2 separate regions of the Bombyx mori genome follow, and region 2 is linked to region 1. Evidence: chromatin contacts called from public Hi-C data. All regions are on one chromosome and are shown on one strand. Each heading gives the region's core, a stretch centred on a gene start, on an enhancer-like site or on the middle of the called end of the contact. The rest is flanking DNA. Distances are from core to core; before and after follow the strand shown.

Region 1 (2,613 bases), core at 61-2,560:
CATAGACCTATATAGTAGGGACACGACATATTGTTCTATACGTACAATTGCTTTTATAAATAGCACCCATTTTGAAGGCATACACATAAACATATATCTATCTTGTTCTTACTCAGCACTTTAACTCGCAGGAAAATAATATAACAGTATTTCAGTGCGTACAGAAAATTAAACATGAATATACGTAAATGTCTAATGAGGCTGAAAATCCGCCATGTGTAGCGCACCAAATGTCATTGTCACGTCAGTTCGGCGTCTGTTTTGGGATGTACATTATTTATTGACTTTGATATCGATTTAATATGATTACCTATATAAAATTTCTTATTTTATCATGCTTAAAACATACAAAAATAATAATTAAAACATATTTTATATAGGATCTCAAGAAAGTTGATGCCCCAAAACTATTATCTATATATATTTAAATTCATTATGAAGCCCTCATCCGAAAATTTTTTCGGTCGGAATCTATTGATCATGACACTAATCATAAATACCTCTTAATAAAATATGTCATCAAAACATATTTAGACATTCTGTATAGATATTTCGGGAAAAGGCAAAGGGAAAACCATTTGAATCACTCTCAAGTGAGAGTGATTCAAATGGTGCGGCGCACCTTCCTTGAGGTGCGCTGCAGTAGTGTGTTACGGACTTTAGAGTCAGCAAAACAATTAAAATAGATTGTAATAGTCTAAAAAAAACACGTACTCAAAATACGATAACATTTAGCATGCTAGAAATGGGCAGATGGCACTGTACTACGCAATATCTTTATGTTTTGCGGCAAACGACAACTTTATAAAATCAGTGTAGCAAATTTAAAAAATCGTCATATTGTTTACTTGGCAAATTTGAAGCACGAACTCGTCTTAGATTTCACATAATATCTAAATCACATCATCTTTGCACATAACAATATACTTACTTCCTATTAAAGTATAAATTCTACAAATAATTCATACTCAACAATATTTCAAATAAAATGAGCCAAGAACGTTTATCGATAAAACCTACTAACATTAAAATCTTCTGGGCAGCACTAAAACCGCCATGTTTTGTAGCCAGATAACGTCACAGTGGCAGGAATTTTTGTTGACGTTTCATATCCATAGGTTTCCTACTTCAGTGGTCATTACGGATCCTCCCGATCCATTAACGGGGCTTTTAGGTACCACAAGTATCGGTCACGGTCCTCGTCGCACCCGTCGCTTGCGACGAAGGGCTCGACGAGCGAATTAACCCATAGACACAGCCCATTAAGTTTCTCGCCGGATCTTCTCAGTGCGTCGCGTTTCGGATCCGGTGGTAGATTCTGCAAAGCACTAATCTTGCCAGGGCCAGTGTTAGCAACACTCCGGTTTGAGCCCCCGTGAGCTCACCTACACGTTAGGGTGAAGCTGAAATAACCTCTTAAGGCTAGCAGCACAGGAAGGAACTTTCATACGAACTAAAAAATTTCCTGCAGATAAGCAACGAACATTCTGTCTAAATCTTCTGTATTTTGTTCAGGTAGTGAAGGTAAGACGCTCAGTGCAATTTTAAAATCAGTCAGTAAAAGAAAAACATGAATTTTTTTTTAAGAGGTCCCACCCACAGTCCCGACCCACTGAGGAGGTCCGGCGAGAAATTCAGTGGGCTGTGTCTGCGGGTTAATATTATGAAAGACTTGGCTGTACCTATTATGTTTTCTTTGCCTGTTCTATGTCTTTACCAAAGAATAAATCAAAAGTCAATGTCAAGTGTTGGCAATTTCATCATAACACGCAAAAATAAGTAGGAACCAATTTTTTTTTCAATGGAATAAAGGATATTTTCCTTAGTTAATAGTTATTTATTGGCTTATGTATTATTAAAAAGTAATTCCTTCGAAATGGCTACAAGTGATAGTGAAGATTTTGAAAGTGCCGACGAGGGACAAAATACACCGATAAAAAAGGATAGAAAAGAGCGATTATCGTCCTCTAATTATACCGAAAATAGTCGGGAATTGGACCACAAAACAAAAAAAACACAATCTTCATCTACCGACACTGTGAAAAACAAAGAGGAACCTGTAAGTCATGCCTTCCTTCATGCTCATTTTTAAAGTTTTCCAGGAACATACAATACTGTCTATATCGCTTTTTATGTATACATCGGAACATAAGGTGTCTTTTAAGTAAAATTAAAGTTGGGGTCCCACTAGTTTTGTTTCAATATAATTCATGTTGAGCTTTATTTAGGAAATTTTATTTTTTAGTCAACAGCTGTTATTCAAATTTACTATAGAAAATTTTGCGTGTAATCTATATTCCGTTACGCTATCTATTTTGTCAACTTTACTGTGTATAATCTAACAGTATCCATTAAATTATCATCCAAAAACTATATACTAACAAAGTCATGGTAAATGAGATTATAAAGAAATATTTTTTTTGGGAGAACTAATCATAAATGCATATTCCTTGATATAAATCATTTAAGTATGGGTTTTTTAAGTAAGTTTAAAAAAAGGAGTGTCATTTTTAATTTCAATTTAGTGAAAGTTCAGTACGATAAATCAGTACAACTTATAATGGCATTTGATAATTCGGCAAAATTATATGACAACATGAATACATTATTCTA
Region 2 (2,613 bases), core at 74-2,573, 250 kb before region 1:
GAGATTTGAAACTCATTAGCGCTTTACATGCACATTATCCTACAGTTCGTTATGTAATTGCTAATTGTATGTAATGTGATGTTACAGAATGTTTCTATATGTATCGTCGGTCCCAAGACTCCGTTGCGTATATGCGACGAGGAAGAGTTATCTCGACTGTTAGCTCTGGTCGAGGGTGAAGAGAGACGCGGCGGCACCGCGACCGGCGACGCGGGCGCTCCGGGAGGCGCCGCCCCGCGCGACCAGGGGGACGACCGGGACCCACAAGCGGCGGTAAATATACCAATCTTTTCACTACACAAGTCTAAATAGTACCTTTTCTTATTGCTTAGTTTCGCAGCCCACCTGGTGTTAAGTGATTACTGGAGACCATAGACATGTACAACGTAAATGCGCCACCCACCTTAAGATATAAGTTCAAAGGTCTCAGTATAGTTACAACGGCTGCCCCACCCTTCAAACCGAAACGCATTACTGGTTCATAACAGAAATAGGCGGGGTAGTGGTACCTACGCGTGTGGACTCACAAGATGTCCTGCCACCAGTAATTACGCAAATTATAATTTTGCGGGTTTGATTTTTATTACGCGATGTTATTCCTTCACCGTGGAAGTCAATCCAAAATAACTGGTCGGATCACCTGATGTTGTATGATTACCAGAACCTATAAAAAACACTGTGTAAATACAATGAAATCGCAATTTAATTGTAAAATTGCTGTAATGCATGACTACCTTGCTAACCAGAAATAAGCTGGAGGGTTGTCTCTACTCGTAAGTATCAGTGTCCCACCAATACCAGTGGATGATAATAGGCATAGGACTAAGCGTAATTACTTTCAGTAATTTAAGAGTTTTCTGGTTATATTTCTTACCGTGAAATATATAGTGTTAAAGAAAAAACCCAGGACACACTTGTTGATATGCAACGGTATTAGAATAACAAACAAAATAAAAAGTGTTTTTAACTAAATTATAAAGATCAGTCAATCACAGTGTTATTGTTTATTTTTTATAATGCGCTTGAAGGAGCCACAGTTCCCAAGATACTGGCTACGTTACCTCGTTGGACAGCCAGACTCACTCTCTGTGCAAAGTACATAAGTATTTTCATAATATTAATTTATGAAATTACTCAATTAAAAAAAATTGTGTAGCCACTATACTAAAACTAATCAATAATCATTGTGTCATTGTGTTGGCCAATCCTTGGGTTTTAAGTGTGAAGTCTGATTCAGTTGTAATGTGCGAATTAGATATAATTTATCAGTAGAATCAGCTATAGTTGAGCTACCTTAATAATAAAATTTTTTTTGGGGGTCTTGCTTTTACAACAAAATCGCACAAAACATTCAATTTTCTATATAGAGAACTAAATTTACGAAGACAATCAAGTAACTTTTGTGTATTACGAAGTCAATGAATTCCTAACAGACGGCACGTTTTCGGAATTTCGTGTCGGCACTGGATTGGTTCATTTTATGTTTCTATTTTTTTTATAATATACTAGCGGACCCAGCGAACTTTGTTCCGCCACACGGTTTGTTTCACACACATCAACCGGTTAACTTCAAAATTCTACTATAATTACCCATAGAATATATTATTATTACGTTTAGCTGTCAGTTACGTTTTGTTATTCCATATCAGTTGCGTTTTGTCATACCACGATTTATGTCACGTCCCATGGGAATTGATAAAGAGTATCCTATGTCCTTCTCCTGGTTCTAAGCTACCTCTTCAGCAATTTTCAGCCAAATCAGTTCAGCCGTTCTCGAGTTATAAATAGTGTAACTAACACGACTTTCTTTTATATATATAGATTAAATCATCATCATGAAATCATCATAATATATTAAATCTTCGATCATCTCACAATCTTCTTCTTCGCTGTCCTCCACATAGTTCTGACTTTTTACATTCTTCCTTCACTATTTAGTCTATTCTTCTATGGAATGCGCTCCCACTCAAAATAAGGTGGGCCACTACACGTGAAGCGTTAAGACGAAGGTTCGAGAACTGTTTCTCAGAGAGTTAGCAGAGTCATCTAATTGCTATATATTTATGTATATGTATTTATATCTATCAATATTATGTATGTTATATATACACATATGTTTAAGTAATATCACCTTCACACTACACCTACCAAGGTTCATCTCTGCACCCCCTAAGGTATACTGTCAGAGAATGCGCATGGCATTAAGTCCGCCTTTATACTGTCTAGTATATAAAGTTATAAATAAATCAAAAAAACATCCCACAATGTTTCAACACAAAAACTCTACAGTCAATGTATTTAGCCCACATTAACATACGGCGCAGAAACATGGTTCCTTACAGGTGAGACCGTGTATAGAATGGGCGTTTCAAAGTAAGCGATGAATCACTCTAAGCTAGCAATCGGGTCTGTACTACCCACATTAGAAGCCAAACAATATTATAGATATTTGTTAGAGAGTAGCAGATCCGAAATGGAGTTGGGCTGGAGACTTGGCAGGACGAAATGATAATAGATGGAGTAAGACAGTGACGGAATGGTGGCCAAGCTCATAGACGTAAAGGACTTCTCCTTTAGCATAGTAGTGCGATGACATAATCAAAACGGTGGGGC

The links. A called contact is a pair of places that touch in the nucleus more often than the background predicts.
Region 2: a Hi-C map of whole pupa shows a contact between it and region 1, with 2.2 times the contacts expected there. The contact joins the promoter of LOC110384698 here to the promoter of LOC101739856 in region 1. A contact is called at or near these places in 2 of 7 Hi-C or Micro-C datasets (posterior silk gland and whole pupa).

Annotation. Positions count from the first base shown.
Region 1 is chr14:6,022,936-6,025,548 of ASM3026992v2, reverse strand. It overlaps LOC101739856 (protein FAM114A2), which reads left to right and starts at 1,310. Exons shown (of 10, transcript XM_004922592.5): 1 at 1,310-2,059. The coding sequence starts at 1,877.
Region 2 is chr14:6,268,967-6,271,579 of ASM3026992v2, reverse strand. LOC110384698 (alpha-N-acetylglucosaminidase) reads left to right here and starts at 1,323. Exons shown (of 1, transcript XM_021352013.3): 1 at 1,323-2,613. LOC101739990 (proteasome subunit alpha type-1) reads left to right here. Exons shown (of 6, transcript XM_004922593.4): 5 at 88-273.